2 separate regions of the Mus musculus genome follow, and region 2 is linked to region 1. Evidence: chromatin contacts called from public HiChIP or PLAC-seq data. All regions are on one chromosome and are shown on one strand. Each heading gives the region's core, a stretch centred on a gene start, on an enhancer-like site or on the middle of the called end of the contact. The rest is flanking DNA. Distances are from core to core; before and after follow the strand shown.

Region 1 (6,825 bases), core at 1,742-4,241:
GTAGTGGCCTTTACTGACAGATGGAAGCCCACTCTAGAAGGTGACTGAGGAATGCTGAGGGTCCCCTGGGTTAGCAGAGAAAAGGCAGAGAGAGAGAGGAGCAGACCGGTGATAGCCAGAACTACGGGAGCAGGAAAGATAGCAGATATGGTGGGAGAGTCCCGCCTGACGGAAGGAGGGCAGGTTAGCTGGAATAGCCTGGGAACTATTGTGGGGCCTCTGATCTGCTGGAAGCCTGTTTGGTTTAGTAGAAACTAGAGGCCCTCTCCAGAGATTACGGGCCTGTAGGAGAAGATAAGAGCGTAATGGCTTTTCCTGGCAAACAGAAACACACTTTACAAGGTTTCTGAGGAGCACTGAGTGTTCACTGGGTTAGAGTCCAGCCTGGGATGAGCACAGACTGCCATCTTGGGGTGTTGGGACCTGATACCGTGGATCTTTTATTTTGTAGCATGCATTGAGTATGTACGCTATGGGAGACCTCCGAGAGTGAGAAGTCCTGTGGGGAAACAAGCAGGGAACAAGGCACAGAGGCGGCAAGCCGTTGTCAGATAACAGCCCAGCGACTGGATGATATCTGCGCACAGCTTCGGGAGGGGAGGTAGTAGATGAGGTTTGACCAGAACTTAGGGAAGTGAGGTAGGGAATTGTGTGACTATCTGAAAAAGAATGTCCCAGGCAGAGTAGGTAGCTAGCTTGGCCCAGTGTTACCCTCTCAGAAGGTCTTTTGCTGGGGCTTTGAGCTGCACAGCTGTGTCTTTGCTATTTGCGCTTGTTGTTTATCTCTAAGACAATGCTCACTGCTTCATATCTATCTTTGTGTGTATCTCCCCCCTCATTCGTTCTAACCTTGAGAACAGGTGTCTCCTCAACACCAGTGTAAGGGCCTAATATATGTAGGCCCAGAAATGTTTATTGAATAAATACTGAGGGAGGATTTATTGGCCTAGCTCTTATGGATTCCTTCCTTCCTTCCTTCCTTCCTTCCTTCCTTCCTTCCTTCCTTCCTTCCTTTCTTCATTCTTTCTTCCCTTCTTCCCTTTCTCCCTCCTCCCTTTCTTTCTTTCTTTCTTTCTTTCTTTCTTTCTTTCTTTCTTTCTTTCTTTCTTTCTTTCTTTCTCTCTTTCTTCCTTCCTTCCTTTCTTCCTTTTCTTTATTTTCTTTTCCTTTCTTTTCTTTCTCTCTCCCTCTCTCTCTCCCTTCCTTCCTTCCTCCCTTCCTCCCTTCCTTCCTTCCTTCCTTCCTTCCTTTCTTGTATAAATTGTTTGAATATGGGCATTGGATAACAGATAATTTGAAAGAAGCTTAAATCTTAAAGTTTATTTTTTTCTGTTTGGCCTGAGTCCCTTTTGTGGCCTCTGGGGAGTGGGGCTTTTGGGCTATTTCAGTTTCTGGAGGCTTCTACTATTAGTGTCACAGACCTGCTAGCCTAGCAAATGGCAGCTAGACTTTCACAAAGACCCATGTAGCTGAATTTGCGGAAAAAAAAAATAATCTCCAAGGGGCTGAGAGTAAGAGCAAACCCAGAGCCAGAGTAGCAATCCCTTGAGCTACACACAGCGGGTCACATGCAAGAGTGTGGCTTTTAACACACTTGTCACCCCAGCCAAAGCTACAGGTCTACATGCATTAGACCACCCAGAACTGAGATCACAGCACCAAGATGCGTCCCTTGAGAATCTCCACCCTCTGTTGTGTGCACCCCTCACACAGTGACTAGAGGACAAAGCCCTCTTACTGGCACAGATGAGAAAGCAGGCTGTCTTTTTTCTGAGGCTTCAGGATGGGGAGAAAGCTTTCCTGGTGCTTTGTTAATCTCGAATGTTACTCAAATTAATTTGAGTAACCTGGGAACCCAATGGACGTATCTAGAGAACAGAGTTGTTGCATGAGGGTGCATGATATCTGCTTTGGGCAGTTGATGCTATGATGTTCTCTTTATCTGAAGAAGTAGACATTCAAGTACCCGCTGTGTGCCCTCGGCAATGAAATGAGCAGGAACCTGTATGCAGACCCACACTGAACTGTTTCCTGTCCTTACAGAAGCCATGGAGGAAGTCCCACCCTACTCCCTCAGCAGCACCCTGTTCCAGCAGGAAGAACAGAGTGGGGTGACCTACCGGATCCCAGCCCTGCTGTACCTTCCTCCCACCCACACCTTCCTGGCCTTTGCAGAGAAGCGGACCTCAGTCAGAGATGAGGATGCTGCCTGCCTGGTGCTCAGACGAGGGCTGATGAAGGGGCGCTCTGTACAGGTGACTCATCCCAGATACGGGCATGGGGTTCTGATGGGAACTGGTTCTAATGCTCTGCCTTAGTTTAGCTCACTGGGAACCAGAGCGGTTTAACTAATTCACTGCTACAGGCCTCATCTTCTCTCAGAGCTGAATGCACTTCCGGGTCTCTTCTTTTCTCCCCACCTTTGCCAGTAAAACTTGGTGTGGGTAGCTAAGAAAGGGAAGGCTTTTACTGGGATACATAGCATCTCCACAGCCTTTCTGTATCCTAGGCTTTGATGTCAGTCGTGTCTGGCATGTGGGGGAATGAGGCTCGAAGGCCTTGTCACTTATTCTAAGTCATGTATCCATAATCCAGCAGAGAAACATACTTCAGACTCAGGCCCAAGACCTCTGGTTCATTCAGACCTGGCGTGGCCTGCCTTTTGTTCCTATGCCCTGGTAAAACCACCCAAGGAAGGAAGCACCGTTTCCTCAGCTTTGCCGAGTACTCCATCCCTGAATCTGCCTGCTTTTCTACCTCTTACAGTCTGAGCATCATATCCAAAGTGGGTGCTTTGCCATGTCACACTGACACAGTGACGATGGGACTCTGCTGAGCCTCTGTCCTTGCTTTAAATGGCAGTGGTTCCCAATTCCTTCTGAGGATTTTGTAGTTTGGGGACTTGCCAGTTCTTTACTGTATATCAGTAGCTTGGCAGATCAGACCCCACAGAGGCCCCGCCCTGTGGCCTGTCAGAGCCTGAGGCCTAGCTGTTTCATTTTCTCTAGGACAGACACCACCTGTGTCGCTTCTCTTGCTGGTGCGGCCAGTGAGCTGCTAAACAAGGGCATTGCTTGTTTTGTTTTCCTGGTTGCTCTTGCAGAATGTGTTGCAGAACCTCATTGTCCAGCAGTCCCATGGTTCCCGTGTTTTCTCGTCACTGCACCGACTTTTGAAATTAGGAAAAACATTTCTCGATATAGAAATCTGATTTCATGAGCAGCTTCTAGCTTAGTGGTTAGGGGCATAGCTTGAGTCAGTGTCCTTGTTAGGATTGCTGACTCTTGCTATGATGAAACACCATGACCAAAGCAACCTGGGGGAGAATCGGGTTTATTTCATCCTATATTTCCAGGTAACAGTCCAGCACTGAGAAAAGTCAGGGTAGGAACTCAAACAGGGTGGGAACCTGTAAGCAGGAGCCAATGCAGAGGCCATGGAGGGGTGGTGCTGACTGGCTCACCCAGCCTGCTTTCTCATGGGCTGGGCTGTCACCTCTCAATCAGTAATTAAGAAAATGCCTTACAGCTGGATCTTGTGGAAGCATTTTATCAGTTGAGATCCCCTCCTTTCAGATACAAGCTGGAGCTTGTATCAAGTTGACTTAAAACTAGCCGGGCCAGTCAGTGTACCCTGTTGGATTTCTGAACTTGGGTCCTTGAGTGTTCTCTGCTTTATCACTTACAGCATGTAGTTGATAATGTGAACTGCCTCGTAAGAACTCAACACTAGACATCTTTCACAGTGGTCTGTGTAAGACCCCCTTTCGGGGACCCCCACTCTAGTCTTGGGAGTGTGAGAGCACCCAAAGAAACACGAGGACCCATCTTGTTGTAATTACATGAGGACGTTTAATTATGGAGCTCCAGACCGACATGTATCCCACACAGGAGATAACGGATGCCAGCCACGAGGCTCGAAAGCTAGGGGGTTTTATGGGGTAAGGGGCTTAGGGGTGTGGAATTCAGCATAGCGACACACTATTGGCTTATTCAAACATTAACAGAAAAATTACATGTACGAGCAGGGTGTCAGAGTTCTGTGAGTTGTTGACTCAGTTCAGATAGCCCTGCTATGTCTTCACAGTCCCCTTTATCTTATGGTCAAGATGTTCCCAGGAATGTTTTAACTACGAGGCATACCCAGGTTTGTTTTTCTCTTTTCTCAGCCCCAGGCAGCCTCTAGGCTCACAAACAACCAGCAATTTCTGAGTACTTTATATGACTTACAGGTCTTGAAATTTCATCTTTCTTTCATTCCCCTCTTCTTCTACTAAGTAATTCTAATCTTAGAATTTCAGAAGTCTATATCTCTATGTGGAGAATACTGCATTTACTCTATCTTTAACATGGGAACAAAAACAGAATAAGACGGATTAGTAAACAGAACTAGGCAGGGACCCATCTAGTGAGGCTTGAGGGTCTCAGCATGACGCAGGTGTACGTAGATCAGATCTCTGGCTGGAACTGGTGAGATGTCTTTGGGGTACCCGGCTCGTTCACTGTAGCCAGTTGTGACCAGACTTTTTTCTGCACCACCTGCAAGCCTTTTAACTTAGCATACAGATCATTATTATAACAACATAGGTTTAAACACATCATTTAAGACAGTGATGGGCATAGGAGCCCCATAAAGGATCTCAAAAAGAGTAAAACTGAATCAAGAGGGAGTATTCTCAGTTCTAAACAGGGCAAGGGGAAGGAGCACCAAGTAAGTCTGTGTCAGTCTCTAGGATTAATTTTGTCAAGGTCTGTTTAGAGTTTTATTCATTATTTCTATCTGTCCTGAGTTCTGAGGTCTGTACACATAATACAATTTTCATTTGACCTCTAAATACTTGGCCACACCCTGACTTACCTGGGCAACAAAGGCAGGGCCATTATCTGACACTATTGCTTTTGGCACTCGGAACCTTGGAAAAATGTTTTTAATAGTCTTCTTGATGACTATCTGAGCAGTCTCAGATTTACAAGGAAAAGCTTTTATCTATCTTGAGAACGTTCACAAAAACCAGAAGGTATTCATACACATATTTTTCTCAGTAAAGTCTATTTTTCAGTAGATGTCAGGTCTGTCTTCTCATGAGAGGACTAGTTTTCTTTCTTCAGTTTCTACTATTTCATACAGGGTTTCTTTTACCAGTCTTAATTTGTCTATAACTTGATAGTCTTCAGACTGTCAGGATCATTGCTCTTTAGGATGCCTGTTTGACGGTTAGATTTGTCATCTGATTTCTTTTAGCCACAGCATCTTAGGTCTTTCTCTGCAGATGTCAACAGCTCTCTTTGTCTGTATATTGCTCTGTACAGTGGCAAAAGCATACCTGCTGTCAGTGTAGACTTTTCTTTTACCATTTATAGAGCTTGTATCAAAGCCACAAGTTTAGCTTTCTGGGCTGAAGTCCCTTTAGGGAGGCTGCTGGCCTAGATCACTTGCTTTCTGTCCACCACTGCACTGTTGTCCCCGCCTTCCGCTTACCTTCAACCTCGAGGCTACTGCCATCCCTGTACCAGCTCAAACTCTCAGGCCAAGGCTGATCTGATCCTTCAGATCATTTCGAGTATGAGTTTATTCTGCCAGAATGTCAGCACAGTGATGAGTAGGTGAAGTCTCGGCAGGTAAGCAGGGGGAGTGAAGGTCACTCGTTCAGTCAACAAAAAGCTCTGATAATGTGTCCATCAGTCAGGGGGGCTGAACCACACTTTTTAGGGCATGTGCCAAGTTTTGTCTCAGAGTCAATTTATCTGCATCCTTGACCAGAAGCCACAATATGCAGACAAGCAGGCCATCTTACAGTCACCAGGTCTAATTTCTTACAAGTATACCACAGGTCTTTTCCAGGGTCTCAATCTCTGAGTAAGAACCTCTTTGGCAAAAACGTTGTTTTCAGTCACATCTAGGAGTCCCAAAGCTGGGACGACATTAGGGCAGTCTTAATAGCATCCAAGGCCATCCAAGATTGTTTTTTATTTTTTATATACGAAGGGTTGTTTATCTTTTTAATTTAGCAAAACCTGGAATCCACAATTTGCAAAAGCCCGCAGTGCCCAGGAACTTTTTTAACTTGCTTTGCACTGGTTGGTGGAGGAATATGAAACACAGTCTCTTTTCTAGCTGCTTCAACAGGTAGGCCACCGGTCTCTTCTAAAGACTCAGCTTCTGTGTTAGCACCCCTTTTGCTATCTTTTTACTTTTAGTCACGAACAGGTGAAGGGTTTGGTCATGAGGGGGGCTCCTTTTCTTTTTGTTAGGGCAGTCTCTCACCCAGTGCTCTTTTTCTTAACAGTAAACACATTGATCTTTAGCCAAAAGCTTTCTTTTGTTTTCTAATTTTCCTGACTTTTGTGACCAGCATTTCATTTCTCTTATCTTTTTTTTTAATTTTCTGGCTTCTTATTTCTTACAGATCATTTCTAAGTGCTAGCATGTGCCACTTTGCTAGGTTTTAGTCTTTGTCATTTACCTCTCTTTACTCCTGTTTCCTAACTGTAATGGAGATCTCATAATAATCTTCTCTCTCTCTCTACATATATATATCTTTTTGTCTCACAGCACATCTCTGATTCTGACTCTGGTCTCTGTCTTTGTCAGCCTCATGTTTCCTTAACTCTTCTTCTTGTCTGACTCTTATTTACTGGTTCTTCCTCTAAATATTTCTCATTTAGAGTATCTCTCTCATCTCAGACCTCTCTAATCTCCTTCATCTCTATTTCTACCTCTCCTCACTGTTAACCTATCTCTTCTGAGTCTGCTGAATCTTTGCTCTATCTTTCTTTTGTTTCTCTTTCTCTGCACTTTCTTATCGACTTACCCAGTCCTTTACTT
Region 2 (7,400 bases), core at 1,384-3,883, 89 kb before region 1:
CACTGACTCCCAGTCAGTGACATAGTCCGCCCCTTCTGCCTGGAGGCCTGGACTCTAGGCCTCACTCTGTTCTTGGCAGCATCTCTTCAGGGTTCACCAGGATGCCGCTTGCTTTCCTCAGGGAGCCCTAGAGTGGGTGGGAGTGGCCCTTCTTTTCCTGAGCCAAATTTCTCAGAAGCTGTGGAATTACTTCCTCAACTGGCAGGGCCTCTCACCATCCCTCCTGTGCTGACTCCCTGGGGGAGTGGGGGCTGTGTGTGTGTGTGTGCAAGCAGACTGACTAGCAGAATAGAAAGCCATGGGCACTGTACTTAGGAACATGCAGGCTGAGACCCAGTTGGATCCCTGGTAGCTGCTTACTCCTACCACCAGGGCAGGACCCCCCCCCCCCAAACACACACACCTACCCAGATCCAACACCCGAGGAACAAAATCAATCTCATTTTAAGAGAATGTTTTCCTTTTGATATGTGTAGAGTCCATGTTTTAGATGGAAGCCTGAAGGGTGTGGACGTTCATCAAAACCTGTCACAGGGGGAAGTCCTTGCCAGGAGGGAGATGGGGGGCTGCATCTTAATCCTACCTTACTTCCTTATTCCTTCTCACAGGGTGAATTGACACTCTCCATCCCTGGCTCACTGGTGGCCTGAGCCCCTGCCCTCAGGACTAGTCTGGTCCATCTGCCTCTTGTGTCCTCACAGGGAGAAGCCCACCAAGTGTGTTCTCCATTCTCTCTACCTGCCCATGACTGCGTACAAGGGCACGCATGGCCTGGAACCTTTGTCTCTTCTGCACTAAGGCTATCCCCAGCTAGTGTCAGGCCTAAGCCATGTTCTGGGGTCAAGTGGTGGGTCAACTGTAGATGTGCCCACTACTGTTTTGTTTCCTGCAAGCTGGTGCTTGTGTTTACTAATATTAATATCTCAGCTACTCAGGACCCTGAACAGGATGACAGGGTTAGGGTAGGGGCCACCCTAAGTCCAGCACACGTATCTAGTGAGCTGGTGCACTATTCTGAGCCTGTTTTCTCAGGAGGTAAGCAAGGGCAGAGGTGTGTGAGCTCCGCAGAGTGCTGGCCACAGAGTGCCTTAAGAGGCCTGTACTGAGCACCTAGCTCATGAGCATCGCCTCCCCAGATGGCAGACAGGCAGGGATGTGGCAGATCCTCAGAGCAGGCAAGGGAAACCCTAGGACTTTCTATTTCTGGCTTTAAACCCTTGCTGTGCTCCTCTGAGGGCTTAAGAGCCTGGTTGGACAGAGCTGCAGCAGAGCGGATGGAGCAAGGGACAGATGTGTCTACCTTTGGGGTCCATCAGTGTCTGAGCTAGAAGACAGGAGCTTCTCAAAGATTTTTTTAATTTCTTCAGATCAAGAGGATGGTAATTACTAATTGACGGCCTGCGAGGCCAGCCTAGGAGATGCAGGCGTGAGAGGAATCAGGCCGCCTGTGCTTCTGGTCCTGCTGTCTGAGCTGTAACTTGTGTCAGGAACTCGTGTGGCTAAGGACTTGGGCTCTGTAATCCAGCTTCATGTCTCCTTCCATCCATCCCTTTCAGGAGCTCTGGGAGGCTCCAGAGGAGCTAAAATAACAGCGGCTCAAAAATCTAAACTCTTGCCTAGTCCAGACAACTATGGACAGTGATGGGTCTTCCAACTTCAAGGTTGGTTCCTCCCTACTTCTCGAGCCCTTAGTTTCTCTGTGAGAATTAGGAGGTCACTGACTTAGTGACCGCCAAGGCTCTCTGTCTACCCTCCTCTTGCTGGGGCTCTTCGTCTTATCACCCCTGCTCCAATGTTTAACAAGAAAAGGAGAAGGCACTGGAGCCGATGGAGAGGGTCCAGGTTTGGCTGGGGAGCAGGGCTCTCATGCCCAGTTGAGTGCATGTTAAACCAGGCTCCCATTTCTCCGAGGCCAAGGTCCTGTTGGAAGGCTTACCTTCCGTGACTCCTTCCGAGGCATCAACATATGGTGTTTAGGTTTTACCAGTTTCTTTCGAACTAAGCGGATGCCCAGGCGATCCTGGAGGAAGCTTTTCAGCAGTGGTGGGATCCCTGGTATGAAGGAAAATAAGATGACAATTAACTAGTGTCTCCTGGGGCTTACTGTGTGTCTGGCATTGTTCAGATTGCTTTGCCTGTGTTAATGTAATTGTATTCTCCTTTCAACTCTAGGAAGTAGGTGCCATATCGTTCTCCTTCTATAAGCAAGGAAAGTTGATAGACAGGCTAAGGTAACAAAGTTAGCCAGACTTAGCACTTCCACTGTTGTCACAGCAAGCCCAGGACTCCAATGTACCTCCAGCTGTTAGGTCTTGGCCAGGAGACGGTGGGCACCACAACAAAACTGCATTCAGGCTGCTTGGCAGAGCTAGTCCAGCAGCTGGGCCAACCCCAGATGAGAAATGGAGATGAGACCACACAGACCTGCTCTACAACCAGGGTGCAGCCTAAAGAGCTGGAGTAAGGGCTCGAGGATTCAAAAGTCCCAGCTTTTTTCTGGAGTGACCATGAGCAGATCATGACTGCTGTGAGCTTTGGTTTCCACCAAGGTTCTTGAGGTTAATGCCTGCTCACCACAGTTGCTGTCAGGGCAAGCAGGTGCAGAGCAGGTGCCCAGCAATGCCAGCTGTGTCCTACATTCTCCAGGGTCGCTGAGCCTTCCTCTTCTTCCCACCCCACCTCTCACTCCCCACCAGCGTGTCCCCACTTTCACCTAAGAGTCGAGAATCAAAGTTCTAGGGCTAACACTGAACACTGGGTTGGGGGACAGACATGTGGCCACCATACCTCGTGTGTGTGCTACCAAAGGGTTGTTATGGAAGACAAGCTCACAGAGGGAGGGGAAGAGAGCTGCTGGCAGGACGGCATCCTCCTTTGCGATCTGGAAAAGCACAGGAGACATGTTACTGGATGCTCCCCACCCAGGTGGGAGAGGCTGGCTAGCAAGGATGGGCTGCAGAGCAGATGGGGAGGGAGTGATAGACAGTAGGCAACACCCGATCCCCACACCATTGCCTGCGCAGGCCCAGAACACTTTGCCCTCCTGTTCACAAATCCTGCCACAACTGCTTCACGCTTTAAAAATAATTGTTATTATTTTATGTGTATGGGTGTTTTGCCTGCACATGTCTGCACCACATGTGTACAGTGACCTCAGAGGCCAGAAGAGGGCAGTGGATCTCTCTGGAATTGGTGTTAGATTACACTTGGTTGTGAGTTACCACAAGGGTGCTAGGAACTGAACCTGGGTCCTCGGGAAGAGTAGCCAGTGCTCTTAACAGCTGAGCCACCTTTCCAGCCCCCATTGCTGCATTTTTAATAGTTAAAAATCACTTATCTACACTGGATATGAAAGCATCAAGGCCACTGATGACCAATTAATCAAAAGCATTTCTCTGAAAGAGCCTCAAGGGCTGGCACAGCACTGACTTTGTATGTAACTAGTCCTCCTTACAGCAAGCCTGCACACTCCAGCATTCCATCAGCAACACTTCTGGCCTCTCCTTCCCATCAGTCCCAGGCATCAATATACCCAATGAAGACGGTCAATGGGATAAAGTTGAGCACAAGGGACATGCCATGGATGGCGGGAAGGCAGGAGCTACTGTGCCCCTGTGTACTTAGCCTGTAGGTTGTCAGGCCAGACTCTACATGACAAAAATCACACACTCATTGTTGAGTAGAGTAACAAGAACATGGGGATAACAGTAGAGGGGAATCAGGGCTATTGGCATCAGAGGAGCCCAGAGTGGGATTGGATTCAGGCACAAGGGTGAGAGGGTGTGGTGGTCTAAACATGCTTGGCCAATGGGAAGTGGCACTATTAAGAGGTATGGCCTTGTTGGAGGAAGTGTGTCTCTGGGTAGGTGGGCTTTGTGTCTCTTAGTGCTCAGGCTCTGCCAAGTGTAAAAAAAGACCCTCCTCCTAGCTGCCTACAGAAGGGAATCTCCTTGTGGGTGCCTTCAGATCAAGATGTAGAACTCTCAGCTCCTTCTAGGAAACTCTCTAGAAGTGTGCCTGGGTGCTGCCATGCTTCCTGCCATGACAATAATAGACTAAATCTCTGAAACTGTAAGCCAGCCCCAATTATATGGTGTCTCTTCACAGTAATGGAAACCCAAAGACAGAAGGTAAGGACAGACACAAAAGTTTGGCTCCTGAAGCAAATGGCATCTCTCATGGGTCTCCCTCTGCCAGCCCAGCACTTGATCCTCTAGAGCTCCGAGTGTAGAGCATGGGCCACCAAGCCTTCCTGTCAAGAGCCTGGTGGTAAGGACTGGGACACAGAGTCTCTGCTCTTGACTCAGGCCTGCTCGTATAACCTCAAAGCAGCCCTGGGCGGTTCATAAGCAAAGAGCCCAAGTGTTTCTTTTCCATGAAAACTTTATTTATGTCTCTGAAATTTGATTCCTCATATTGTAAATATTTCATGAAATGCTATCCTTGTTGAATGCACATGAAAATGTAAAAGTCATTCAGTCCAGAGGCTGTGCCAAGACCAGAGGTGGCAAACTCAGTTCACCCACATTTCAATAGATCACCATCTTCCCCTTTGTGTTCATATTGCCTTTGCAGAGCTATGTAGACAATATAAGTGTGTATACATATATGGTCTGGCCCTTAAAACAAAATGACTGGGTTTGGGAATGTGACTTGGTGGATGTGAGAGGTTCAAGGTTTAATCGTCAACGCTGAAAACACATTACAAAAAGCTGTGGTTCAGAGGAGGCCTAATCTACCTATGGTGTGTGTGTCAGGGTGGCCCAGGGTGGCACAAAGCCTCTGTGGGCAAACCAGGCAGGGAGAGGTAAGTTCTACAAACGCAGGAGTAGAAATATAAATGAATTCAGTCAAGACCCTGTTTATAACTAAAATAAGGAGTGGCATCTTGAGTGACAGGCAGGGTGTGTCTTATGTTCTGTTCTGTGATACCAAGCCCTAGCTCAAAGGCATGATGCAGGGTTCTTTCTGATTTACTGGCAAGCAGAATCTGGCTCAGACTAGCCTGCTCCCTATGAGGTGAGTCAAATGATGTCAGGGACACGGTCCGGTTCTAGGGATAACCTTTGGTTTCTGCCCAACCTCACTGGGTTAAAGTGATTTCCACCCAGCCTCACTGGATTAAAGACACTATAACTGCCAAACCTATGAGCTAAATAAATAGTGGTTAAAAGTAAAATTTGAGTTTTGCACTTGACACAACATTTCTTAGTAAACATCTTAGGGGAGAAGTTCTGTTTGGAGGTAGAATTGGCTTTGAAAACTTGCACCTCTGATAAACCAAACCCTAATTTCAACGCACGCAGCAGTGTCTGTGATGGGACACAAACAGCACCCACAAACAGCACCCACCAACAGCACCCACAAACACTTGCTGTGTGCTTGCCATGCATCATGTTATTTTGAAAGCTAAGGATACAAGAGTGGGTAAAAGAAAGCCTAGCACTAAACAAAATGTGTCCTGGTGGTCTATAACAGATCACTGGTGCAGAGATAACCACGATGGTGGGAGTCAGCTGTCACACAGAAGATCAGCAGCCATGGCAAGGGCACAGAAGATGGAAGGAGTGTCACCACAACCCCAGAAAGGACATGTGGGCCTTCCACGGTCCCAGCTGTCCTGAAGCAGGCAGAGAACACTGGTCTCAGAGCAGTCCCAAGGAGCTCTCAGTAAAGTGGAGCATCTCCAGACAGTGGGACACTGTCTCAGCCGTGCTCCCTGCCAGGGCTGCACATGCTTTAAAGACCCACAAGCTAAGGGTTGTAAGGAATCACTGAAGTCCAAAGGGACAGAGCTGAAGGTAGAAAGGAACAAATCCACAGCCATGAGTGGATCTTTCTTTTTGTGTGTGGTGTGCACCTATGTGGGTGTGCTTGCCTGCACATGTGCGTGTCGAGGCCAGATGTCAGCTTCTGCATCTTCCTTTCTCATCTACTTTACTTTTGAGATAGGGTCTCTCCATGAGCCTGAATCTGTTCCAGCCGGCCTGGCTGACCAGCAAGGCCCTAGGACCCACTTGTAGTGGCTCTTCTCCAGCACCCCGGGGTTACAAGTGTCTGCTGCCTCAGCTGGCTTTTCTGTGGGTGCTGGGTATATGAACTCAGGTCCTCATGCTTGTGTGGCAAGCGACTTACTGAGTCATCTCCCCAGATCCATGAGGAGATATCTGAATACACTGCTGTCAGTAGCTGATAAGCAAGACTAGTAGTGACCCTGCCAATATTTTATCTTGCCTGACATTCATCACACTGTCTCCACAGCTGCAACTACATGTTGCTTTACGAGCTTATGGGACAATCATCAATTTTGCAGGGAACCTCAAAGCAAGTTTAAATAGATTTAAAAAGAAAGAAGTCTCACAAATCATGTTTACCTGGCAAGAGATATAATTAGGAATCAGCACATCTAAGATGCCTAGAAGAGCCCTATAAACTTGGAAATTAACCAACGGACTCCCAAGGATCCCTCAGGTCAAAGACAAAGCCACAGGAAAAATTAAAAATACTTAAGTTGAATGAAAAAACACAGGGGTTGGAGATGTAGCTCAGTAGGTGAACACATTCTTAGCATGCATAACAACTTGGGTTTGTTCTCTAGCAGCAAAAAAATAAACAAACAAATAACAGAGAGTCTATAGAAAGCCAAACAAGACATGGATACTAGCTAGAGGGAAACAGCTAAAGGGAGACACATGGACTTTTCAGTCTACTGTGTCTTCCAACCCTCCTTTGCTTGCCTAAAGTCAATGATTCAGATCTAATCTTAGACGCTACATCATTTCCTTGGCCAAACATGAGGTCAGAATGAGCATCACCCTCTACTTCACAATGCTGTGTATCTCTTTCATAACACCAAGCGTGCATATGGTGTGGTTGCCTATCCAGTGTCAGTCTCCATAGCTGACAATCTCTGAAAGACCAACTCTTTTCCTTTCTTTTACACAGTGCTTCCAGCCCAGGCTAACCTCAAATTCATCACTGATCTTCTTGCCACTGCCTCCCCAGGGATGGGATCATAGGGCCATGCCACCAACCCTGGGTTTCAGTAGCTAAGCAAGTATGATACAGCACCAGACTCGAGGTCTTTCTTTGTGTACCTGTGCACCCAGTGTCTAGCATGGAGACTAGTGTGTGACAAGTGACAACCTTGGCCACCTTGAGAACCAGGGCCACACACGTGCATTAGGGGGAAGAAAAGGCTGGGTTTCAGGTCAGAATGGTTCACAGCCCCTTCCTCCCATCTGTGCCCCACAGAAACAGCAAAGCAGTTACCTTGTTGTAGGCCAGGCTAAGATATCTCAGCTCTGGGAAAGGCGGGGCCAGTGTCTGGTTCCTTGCTTTCAGTGACTTCACAGGAAGAATCTCAAACATGGGAGGAAGTGAGCATACCTTGGCTGTCT

Evidence for each region. HiChIP or PLAC-seq counts read pairs in DNA pulled down with a chosen protein or histone mark.
Region 2: an H3K27ac HiChIP or PLAC-seq map of double positive thymocytes shows a contact between it and region 1, with 2.3 times the contacts expected there. The contact joins two enhancer-like sites. A contact is called at or near these places in 2 of 484 Hi-C or Micro-C datasets (double positive thymocytes and embryonic stem cells), 4 of 115 datasets of contacts at active chromatin or transcription factors (bone marrow-derived macrophages, double positive thymocytes and embryonic stem cells) and 4 of 9 other capture datasets (adipose tissue, embryonic stem cells, liver and 1 more).

The regions. Positions count from the first base shown.
Region 1 is chr7:99,818,752-99,825,576 of GRCm38.p6, reverse strand. It overlaps Neu3 (neuraminidase 3), which reads left to right. Exons shown (of 3, transcript NM_016720.2): 2 at 2,044-2,255. The coding sequence starts at 2,049. Among named protein-coding and RNA genes, the nearest start is that of Neu3, 6.3 kb to the left of the region's middle. Within about 2 kb of position 2,991, at least 38 of the 459 cell types and tissues checked have an H3K27ac peak or open chromatin away from gene starts, as enhancers often do. A contact at or near this core is called in double positive thymocytes, where this site is marked.
Region 2 is chr7:99,906,449-99,913,848 of GRCm38.p6, reverse strand. It overlaps Xrra1 (X-ray radiation resistance associated 1), which reads right to left. Exons shown (of 19, transcript NM_001164258.1): 12 at 7,273-7,398; 13 at 2,788-2,881; 14 at 1,937-2,052. Among named protein-coding and RNA genes, the nearest start is that of Gm38405, 3.8 kb to the right of the region's middle. Within about 2 kb of position 2,633, at least 7 of the 459 cell types and tissues checked have an H3K27ac peak or open chromatin away from gene starts, as enhancers often do. A contact at or near this core is called in double positive thymocytes, where this site is marked.